Regions from separate parts of the Triticum aestivum genome. Here all the other regions are linked to region 1. The links are chromatin contacts, called in public Hi-C maps. All regions are on one chromosome and are shown on one strand. Each heading gives the region's core, a stretch centred on a gene start, on an enhancer-like site or on the middle of the called end of the contact. The rest is flanking DNA. Distances are from core to core; before and after follow the strand shown. Region 1 holds the start of LOC123120344 (protein LEAD-SENSITIVE 1). Region 2 holds the start of LOC123120330 (PP2A regulatory subunit TAP46). Region 3 holds the start of LOC123120332 (cytochrome c-type biogenesis ccda-like chloroplastic protein 1).

Region 1 (3,454 bases), core at 426-2,925:
GCGTCAGAGGGTGCCATAGTGCAGGTTCCTCCACGTGCTTTGGCAAGGAAGAAAGGGGGCGACACAGCATAGTCGAAGAGGTAGAGACTGCCCCCGTCCAGGAAGCAATCGAGACAGGACATTATGACGCCCTGAGGCTTGATGAGGTGCCCACATTTCTCACAAGGAGGGCCATCCGCCGTAGTCGGCGATGAGCTGAACAGAAACTTGTCTAAAAATGTCCCTGTCCCAATTTCATGTCCAGCCGCTCTCGTAAAATGGATAACCATTCCATCTCCAGCATATATCCCTGAAAAATGGAAGATCAAACTAGTCAGTACTACAGTAGTATTATTTATGACAACATATTAGCACATGTGTACAAGCAAACAAGTCAAGAGAACATCACGAACAAGTATTGCAGTAAGGAGCGTATGCATGGCGAAAACTAGCAAGCATAGGCAGCACGAGCGTGAGCGAAATGCGGCTTGAGAAGGAATATATCAATCTATAAGATGCTATTCAAAGCCCACTAGTCTAACAAACGGCAAAAGCTTTGCAGGCCTTTGTATTACATAGAAAGCAGTCAAAAGCCAAATTACAAATGTACGGGATGGCCAAAGCTTGCAGTCGATTCTTAACAGTCCAGATTGAACAATCACGAGCACAACTTCCGCTATATCTGAGTCACATAAAAGATAAAACTTGCCAACCCCTTCGCTCCAGCCTGACCTGAGTGCTCGCCTCACTGGGATCCTTGATGCCACATCCCACATAGCAGAGGAGATCCCAGACCATGATTACCATGGTGTCGAAAACTCAAGTGTTTCCCTTCCGGATTCGCATCCGCGCCCCATCCACCATGCCTTCAGTGGTGCTGGTGCTGCTGGGTAAAAGGAAAGGTGGCCAATCGTGCTTCGCTGAAGCATAGGCATCCACAGTTGATGAACCCAGACGCACTCGGCGAAGCAAGAATGAGCCGATCCACCGCTGAATAGCAACACTGGCAAGATCATGGTTATTGGGAACAACCCTCCTCATCACTCGACGAAAATCTTCCTCAATCGGGGCCAGCGGGCAAGCCTAAGAAACCATTTAGCCTAATAGTCTGATTCAGAGATGAGGGCATCTATTGTTGCAGGGCGTCTTCAAGGTGAGCCCGGAGGACCAGGCGCGAGATTAATGGTGGCAGGGTGCTTAATTAATCCTCGGCTAATTAACGAACCAATTGATAGAGATAGCTAGGGGGGATTGGTTGGGGCATTGAAGAATGAGGGGATTGGATTACCGACCGTGGTGGGCGTAGATGTAGGCGGTTCTCCACGAGTAGATGTGATCCCCGGCGGCGAGGGCCTCCCGGCCCACCCGATTCGACAGCACCCCCACCATCGACGAATCCAGCACTGGGGTCGAAATCGAAATCGAGTTCCCCAATCTGAAACGGCAGAGATCACCGGGGCTAGAGCATTACGGTCATCCTCGTCGCCTCGGCCCCGAGGTGTCGCTTGCTTAGCGGCAAAGGATGCCCTGGCTGGATGAACGCGGATGGAGACGGCAATCGGTTAGGGCTGGTTGCTTGGTTAGGTTAGGAAGCAAGGGCACGAGGAAAGCAGCCGTTGCTCCCGCGTCCGTGCCCGCGACCGCGACGACCACGACTCTCTTTCTCTCTCGGGTCGGGACTGCTGGTGTTTCCTTTTTTTTTTAGGATCTGCTGGTGTTTCCTTGTCTAGCGCAAATTATACGTGGCCATCCGCCGGGCCAGGCTTGACCAAGCCCGAGGTAGAAAACTCAGGCCTGAGCCCAGCCCGGCCCAGCCATCGGGCCTATTTTTCAGGCCCAAGCCCATCATTACAAAAGTCAGCGGGCCTTGGGTCGGGACTCTTCAGTAAAGCGCAAAAACAGCGGGCCCTGACCGGGCCCGATGTTCGGGCTCAAAACCTAGGCCCAGGCCCGGGGCCAGGCCGGGTTGAGCTTTTTCAGGCCAGGTTGTTCATGGCCAGGACTAAGCGCAATCATCTTTTCATTCATACGCTCTTATGTTTCCTTACGAACAGAGTTTTTTTTTTTCCAAAAATAAGTTTATTTTTTTTTTACAAAAGTAATTTTGGTTGTCAACCTGACGTTGCTAAAATACATTTAATCTTGAGTTTTACTTTAGGAAAGGCGCTCTAAATGTCAAGGTTGTGTGATATATATGCAACCTTGCGTCGGGTAAGATGAACTTGACATCCTTGAAGCTCAGGTCTCTTCTAATGCAAAAGTGCTTAGATGAGATGCTAAACTCATTGAAGTGTTTAACAACTAAAGTCCGCAATGTGTATATGCTTAACTTGTTGTACTTCCTCCGTCCCAAAATAAGTAACTTAACTTTGTACTAGCTTTAGTACGGAGGGAGTACCTAAGCTTTCTTTGTTTAATTATTTAACAACTAAATTCTCTCCAACCTCGCAAAAAAACTAAATTCGCTCATGCATTAGTGAACTTCCTTTATTTAAGTGTTTCGCGCGCTTAGCATTGTTTCTTCTCGGTTATCAAAGTGCTCTCTGTCCTCCTTAATTGCTTTACCATGTTAATTTTTTACTTATTTTTTGCTTATGTGGCATGCTTAACACATGCACACCATGGAGCAATGCGAAGGGCCTTATATATTCTGATCTATGTAAAATCAATGTTGTGTTGACAAAAGGTGAAAAATAAATACTTAATGACGTTGATAGATGATTTCACTAGATTTTGCTACCCGTATTTGTTCAAAACTAAAGATAAGGCTCTACACTACTTTACAATATACAAAAATTAAAAATTAGCTTTAAAATCAAATCAAACGAGTTCATTCAAATCGTAGTGGAGAGTACTTATCAAATGAATTCAACTCATTATGTGAGGACATGGTATTACTCGTGAGAGAACGTCTAAGCATTTACCTTAATTGGTCAAATGGAATTGTCGAACGAAAAAAATTCATATTCTAGCATATTTGATTAACGTCATGTTAAATATTTAGGGTTTATGCAAGGCATGATGGAGAGAAAAAATTGATATTTTACCATATCTTGAAGGGCTTTGTGACTGATAGCTACTTTACCTTCCTTTTTGTTCTTGACTAGTAGTGCTCATGCACTATTAAAAGGGTATAGTTGGGAGGCAAAGGACAAGCTCAAGTCATGATCAAGACACCCCATTTCCTAAACCGAACCCAAAGCCAAATAGCTCAACGAATTCCCAAGCCAAAAGTTGTAAAAGTGCAACTTCAAGTTGGTCGAAATCTCCATTCATGCATCTGCGGTGCCAGAAAAGGACTTATTTTCAATTGGAGCCCGCAATTCCTCCGGGACTTCTTGGGCTAGAGCCGAAGTCTCCGAGTCAGTCTCTGGTTGCTCTTGAGCGTCTACTGGAGTATCGAGGAAAGGGGTCGAAGTCTCCGGGGTACCCAGTTCCCGGTTGGTGCTCTGGCAGCGGGGTGATGACCCAGCCG
Region 2 (3,454 bases), core at 499-2,998, 490 kb after region 1:
GAAGAAGATTGATTGTCGTAAAAACAGAGAAACTTGAAAAGTTCCGAGAATAGAAATAGCTAGCAAGAAACTTAGACCTCCTTTGGTTCATATGGCAGGAAAATCATAGAAATAGAAAAATCATAGGAAATAAGATGACATATCTCAATTCCTATAGGGAAAAGAGAAGTTATTTGATGTATATGATAATTTTTTTTATTAAGTCTATGCTAATATTTGTTTCCTTCAATATGAATGTGAATCTATTCCTACAAGCCAAAGGGCTTTAAAGGAATTTCTAGATATCCTACAAACCAAAGGAGGCCTTACACATTCCCAGGGATGAAAGTGACATACATACTTTATATTTCCAAGATTAAATACTATATGACCTCCTTTGGTTCATAGGAATATTGTAGGAATTCTAAAGGATAGAATTTTAAGAAAAAAAAAATCCTTTGGAGACCGTTGGTTTGTAGAAATGGATCTCTATTCCTATGTAGGATAAGAATCAATTATTTACATTTCAAAGGAAAAAGCATTAGCCGACTCAATGAAAATATTCATGTCCTATGCATCAAATAATGACAATCGATATGTGTATTATCTCACTTACTATAATTTTTCTATTCCTACACTATTTTTATTCTATGAACCAAAGGAGGCTTATAGTTTTAACAACTCATGATAGATTCCAGGGGCATTTTGCAAAATAGATAGATTCTCAATCTCAATCACAACCGTTGGTATCAAATTGGACCATTGGTGGCAGATGAATCGGCATCACCACACCGACTGAGTCGTTAAGAATGGCATATTTGGTTTGCTACTTAAGAAGGGTGCCTCTTTTAAACCTTGTTTGTTGAGCCGTGTTACGCGTCGGCCGACGGATCTTTCCAAAAAATCCGCCGGTCTACGAGGCGTCCAATCTAACGCAATCATCCTGTCAAGCGTCATCGTCACTTTTGCAACATAAGTCGTGTTGCGAGAACCCTTCTGCAACACTAGTCTTATTGCAACAATATTTGTAACGAAGATTGTGTTACAGAATATATTTTTGTAAATGACCCCTTGTTGCAAATCTTTTTTGCTTGCAACAAATGTCTTGTTGTGGAAAGTCCCCGCATCACATTGCTTGCGGTCATGGCCTCGAGCAGGAGCTCAGTCTGGTTGGGGAAGGGGAGATGGTGGTGTTGGAGGCAATGCAGCATGGGGTCGGAGCATCATAGTTGGACGGCGACCGCCGAAGCGGAGCTCCGATGTCCGCGCTCGAGCGGCCATGGCCACTGGTCGCGAGCGGACCCCCGGAGACGGGGAGAGTCGACCTTGTCGGCGTGCTGCCGGCGGCGAGCAGCGGCGGCGGCGTCGAAGCAGCACATGACGGCGTTGGCTTCACGGCGAGCTCGGGAGAGCACGGGACGCAACTGCTCACGAGAGGATTCAGATCCAGATTCAGCAACATCACTCGTTACGGTTGGGGATGGCAACAACGACTCAGTTGCAAAGTTTATTCTAGGTAATACGTTACTCCCGGTCGATCTGATTAAAATTCGATCTGACGGCCCCGGGACCGGCGGAAGCACGTGTCGTTATCAGTCAGGTGATTTGAATCATTTTCCTTGTTTAATACAAAGGGGTTTATAATTCTTAAAGTATACGAAAAAAGAAACATTTGCTTCCCTCGAACATGTAATTCTCTCGAACATTCATCCCCGGTTCTACTCGCCAGATTGGCCACCCCGAGCCACATGTCTTCCCCTGGCCGGCCAGGCCAGGCCAGGCCAGACCAAACCCGACACTTCCATTCCACCATCGTCTTCTTCCGCCCCTCTCCCTCCCGGCGACTCTGCCCTGCTGCCCCTCCTTAGGGTTTTACCCGGCGATCTCCCCCCACCTCCTCTGCCCTCGCTCTTGCCGTGTCGAGGCGCCCGCTGGAAAATGGGGGAGATGGAGGACGTCAGCAACAGGATGGAGACGCAGCTGCGCGTCCACGCGGCGGAGGACGACGCCGATCTCCCGCTCCCCGCCCTCTTCGACAGGGCATCCCACCTCCACTCGCTCGCCTCCAGCTCCTCCATCGACCAGGTTCCCTTAGCTCCTTCCTCCGGATCACCGGCCCTTGGTTGGTTTGCGCGATTCCTCCTCACATGATCGGTTTTGCTTGGGCAGGAAGGGATCCGGAAGGGGGTCGACCTGCTGCGGCGCTGCGACGACATGGTCAGCAAGCTCGGCCTCTTCTCCTCCAACGAGACCAAGGAAGACGTCTCCACCGCCAATCTCAAGTACCTGCTCGTATGGCCACCGTCCCCCTCCTCTCCCTCTCACGCCACATCTGAGGAGTTTCCTCTCCGTTTTATAGCTGGTCCTGGTCCGACCTGTGATTAGGGTGTTTGGTTTCTTCAGGTGCCGTACTACCTTGGGGAAATGACTGAGCAAGTGGAGCAGGAGGACCGGATTCCGGTCCTCAAGGCATCGCAGGACCATTTGAAGGTTAGGTCGTCACGTTACTTGTGCTTGATTTGTCGAGCACTTATCATGCGTGCCTCCTTGTGTGGTGTCAGATCGTTAGATTACCCATTTACCATGTGCTAATCATCCTTGCTGGTGTCTACAGGAGTTCATTTCTGTATGTGAAGCATTGGAGCTTATTCCAGAGGACGAGCTTCAGTTATATAGGCAGGGGCAGTCTGAAACAGGGGCAAACCGAAGAGCACAAAAGGTTTACCTCTGCACCCTAAAATCTTTAGGATTCACTGAATAATTTCCATTTTACAAGAGAATCATGAGCCTTGGGTAGTGTTCGTGTGCGTGTTTGTTGGACCTTGCCTGCGGTGGCGTTGTGTTTGTGTGTAACTTGTTGACTTTGTGCTCGGTGGTTTGCTTTATTTATAAAGCGGGGCGAAAGCCTTTTTCGGTAAGAGAATCATGATAATCTGGGATGCGACCATCATGCTAAGCCTTCAAACTTTGGGATACTTATATCTCTATCTAAGTTCGTTAATTTCATGTAAGTTACTCTGTTGCCTTAATTCTCGAGCTTAGGTTGCCAGGTTCAAGCGGCAAAAGGCTGCAGAAACGAAGCTCCAAGAGATCAAAGAGAGAAAGGAAAGGCGCGGGCGTTCATTGAGAGCAACGGCTTTATCAGCACCTATTGAAGCCGGGGAAGAAGATGATTTGGAGGCTGATGGAGAGGAAGAAAGGGAGGTTAGCATCAGACATCTACTCCCTCCGTTTCTAAATATAAGCCTTTTTAGAGATTCCAATACGGACCACATACGGATGTATATAGACTTACTTTAGAGTGTGGATTCACTCATTTTGCTCCGTATGTAGTCCTATTGGAATCTCTAAAAAGGCTTATATTTAGGAATGGAGAGAGTAGCTAGCATTTTTGCATGGCCTGCTAATAATTTTCGAATCAAACACTGTTTGCTAAACTGGAATGCCAGCATATATACTAAAGCTGTAAGATATC
Region 3 (3,454 bases), core at 685-3,184, 310 kb after region 1:
ACTTAAATTTCAACGAAAGGAATTACCACTGTGAGTATGTTTTTACAATTATTTAAGGAAAAAAGAAACCACAATGAAATCAACTCCTGATCGATTTGGCTTTAAGACTGCATGGTAGAAAGATAAATTGATTAACATGCCCCAGTTTATGAATTTTCCTTTTGGTCTGTGATTTACCTCAAGTAGGTTCAGTCCCATGACGATTCCTAACCCAGAAGCAGCCACTGGGAGTCCTTGTCCTACTTGCCCATAAGCCTTTCCAGCAAAAGAAGCAGCAACACCAAGGATGGCTAAGGTTGTTGCCAGTCCTAATGAGAAAGCAACTGAATTTCCAACAATCTACTAGATAGAACAAAAACAACTCAATTTGTATCAGGTATGACACAGACTATCAATGAGCCAAACTAATCATGTAAGCGTCTTAGTACAGATTAGATGTTGCACATACATATTCTGACAGATAACGATATTGCACATACATATTCTGACAGATAACCATCATCAATTTCTTTTGGTTCTTTTATGGCACGCAAAACCTGAATATGCTTAGTTGTCTTAAATTACCTCAGCTCGATCTTTTCCAGAGCCAAAAGCACCTGGAAGATTTTAAAAGATGTGATATATCAATGTCATTAGTGCTAACCAATTCTGGGTCAAAGAGATCATTTCAGAATAGCCACTATACTTGCCTATATATCCTAGAGTCAATGGCAGAACACTGAGTGTACAGGGAGACAAACTAGTTACAAGTCCAGCACCAAAAATTACTGCCAAGCTGGAGAATAGAGGAAAAGGTCAGAAAGAAAAGAGGTATGGATAGGGAGCAGAAAATTAGAGGATGCTGTGTCTACAGCACATTAACTGCAGAGAAAGAAAGCTCACCCTAGTGAAACTGAGAGCAGACAACTGATCCAGAACAGCCTCATTAGCTTGCTGCCCAGCTGAAAATAATAAACCTCCAAACCAATCTCCGATGCTTAAGTCAGCCAAGAGAAGTCCGGATGATCCTAGCTGAACAACAAGAAAAGGTTTGGGGGGATCACTCCATGTAGATAAAGATTTTACCTTCTAGGTTTGCCAAGGGATGCAACAAGCAAGAAACAAGAAACACAGATATAGCCTAGATAGTTTGGAAGCACTTTGCAATAGCGTACAGACTGATTTTGATGCATGGTGTGCTGATTACGGCTTATGAAATTGGCTACGTGTTACACTACTAATCCAAATATCTTTGAAGATATTGATAGTCAAAGTTTGATTTTAGCTAATGCCTAAAACTAACAGCTTCTATAGAACAAGGAGGCATCCAGGAACGATAAGAACAAAACAGATTTGAAGGCCCTCCATGTTGTCTCACCAGAGAATCCCCGAGGTCGGCAGCATTCGCAGCCCCAGCAGCAACCAGACTCCCCACTGAACGCAGAAACAGCAGTATTCTCAGAGCCATTTCATCGAAAACGTTGCCAGCAAGAGATATGAAAAAGAAGTACACAAAAGGTAAGCTTCGAGTTAGTACCGGCCACAGATGACAGCACGATCGGGCGCGGGCGGAGGAGCGACCGCCTCACCTCGGCCCCCGGCCTGGCTCCACGAGTCTCTGCGAATGTTTTTCTCACGGGATTATTTATACGTAAAAACAGCAGATTGGGTGCTAATGGAAGCACGAACACGCGGTTAGCGCGGAGACACACCTGTAGCAGGTGAGGAGGATGGGGTGGAGTTAGCAGCTCGCGCTGGGAGGTGCGGGCGGCGGGAGACCACAGGGCGGGTGCTCATGGCGACGGAGAGCATGGCGGGAGGGCGGAGGTTATCGAGCAGAGGAGAGTGGAGAAGAAGTGTTTTTCGGCTGCGTCGTGCTGAAGCCTGAAAATGGTTGTTGTAACGAAGACAAAAAGTGAGCGTGTGGACAAGAGAAGAGATAGAGCGTGTTGCGTTGCGTGTCTGGTTCACGCCGGTGAAAAAACATTTCTGACAAATACGCATATCATTGCATTGATAGAAAGAACAACAAAATAAAAAAGATACAACATCCTACATACACAAATCGATGTAGGAAACATGACATAAGCAAAAGACAATGTTGCTCAACCCCAAACACAACTACTCCCTCCATTCCTAAATATAAGACGTTTTAGCGGTTCAAATTGAACTATCAAAACGTTTTATATTTAGAAACATATAGAGTACAAAGTTATTCTGAAATTAACATGTTAACACCCTTGGCACCGGCCTTAGCCCAGGATAAAGCCCCATCCTTGATGGTTTGCACGAGCGAGATAAAGGGTTGTGTGTTGTTGAAAATGCAACTGTTTTGATGCCTTCAAATGAGCCATGTCGTTAGCAGAATGATATAAGTAATGTCCTTTTGAATGGTAGCGGATGTAGCGGACGTCATGGATGCCCATTACTGTAGAAAATCATCGTCGTCTGAGGGCAAAGTAGCAGGGATTTTGTACCAGGAGAGGATGTCACATCAGACCTGCCTCGGGAATGGGCAATGGAGAAGAAAGTGTTGCATGGTCTCGACAACTTGATCACAGAAAATACACACTTTGTTGTGTGGGAGGATCGGCTTCACACTCTGCCTCCTGGATCGATCAGAAGCTGCGAGGACCTTCAAATCGAGTTAAGCGCAAATTTCTGAGGTACTTACGTCCAACATGCCGATGCCAGCGACCTGTGTATCATGAAGCAGGGGAAGAACGAGTCAGTATGTAACTATTGGACCCGACGAGATCGTGGACTGCAAGGACGCATAGGCCATTACCGCGTTCAAGCACGGCTCCGATGACGAGTTCCTCGCCCTAGATGAAGCCCAGGACATTGTCGTAGCCAGGTCAGCTATCTACCAGCAGCAGCTTCGCCGCTATCAAGCCCGCGACGTACGAGGTTGGGCATTCAATGTCGAAAATCTCGTTTTACGTCGGTTTTAGGACAAGAAGGGGAAGGACAAATTGTCGCCACCACGGGATGGTCCTTACATCATTGACAAAGTGCTCTCTGGTGGAGCATATCGGATCCGACACGCGGAGAAGGGCTTCCTCGAGCCCTGTCCCTGGAACATTGCCCTGCTATGTCACTTTTACGCGTAGCTCCTTTCATTTATCTTAGTTCAGATTATTGTTTAGCTTGATCCAAACATTATTGTGTGAATTAATGAAGTTTGATTACCCCCAAGTCAGGGTATCTTATATGCTTTTATGCCTTTATTTAATTTGATCGTGCTCGATAATTCGCCCGGTCCGGTTTGCCTGGTTGTTTGATTTTGTCCCTCCATGCCAGACTTGAGGGATGTTACAGCCTTTATTTGAATTTGCGGCAAACTGGCCTAATCGATTTTCTTGTTTAGTCATTTTATCCTTTTTTCTGCCATGATTTTTGACTTGTATATTTGGCCAAGCAGGTTGCCTTGCTTCATCGCGTGTCCTTAGTTCCGCTATATCGGCTATGTTGG

What was found. Hi-C and Micro-C count contacts between places; a contact is called where the count stands out from the background.
Region 2: a contact with region 1 is called in a Hi-C map of leaf, with 4 times the contacts expected there. The contact joins the promoter of LOC123120330 here to the promoter of LOC123120344 in region 1. A contact is called at or near these places in 2 of 5 Hi-C or Micro-C datasets (both in leaf).
Region 3: a Hi-C map of leaf shows a contact between it and region 1, with 3 times the contacts expected there. The contact joins the promoter of LOC123120332 here to the promoter of LOC123120344 in region 1. A contact is called at or near these places in 3 of 5 Hi-C or Micro-C datasets (all in leaf).

What each region holds. Positions count from the first base shown.
Region 1 is chr5D:231,481,323-231,484,776 of IWGSC CS RefSeq v2.1, reverse strand. LOC123120344 (protein LEAD-SENSITIVE 1) reads right to left here and starts at 1,675. Exons shown (of 4, transcript XM_044540313.1): 1 at 1,272-1,675; 2 at 1-289. The coding sequence starts at 1,368.
Region 2 is chr5D:230,995,653-230,999,106 of IWGSC CS RefSeq v2.1, reverse strand. It overlaps LOC123120330 (PP2A regulatory subunit TAP46), which reads left to right and starts at 1,748. Exons shown (of 9, transcript XM_044540300.1): 1 at 1,748-2,064; 2 at 2,149-2,271; 3 at 2,383-2,469; 4 at 2,594-2,698; 5 at 3,022-3,183. The coding sequence starts at 1,918.
Region 3 is chr5D:231,175,480-231,178,933 of IWGSC CS RefSeq v2.1, reverse strand. LOC123120332 (cytochrome c-type biogenesis ccda-like chloroplastic protein 1) reads right to left here and starts at 1,934. Exons shown (of 12, transcript XM_044540302.1): 1 at 1,692-1,934; 2 at 1,517-1,597; 3 at 1,358-1,413; 4 at 884-1,011; 5 at 690-775; 6 at 565-596; 7 at 178-339. The coding sequence starts at 1,791.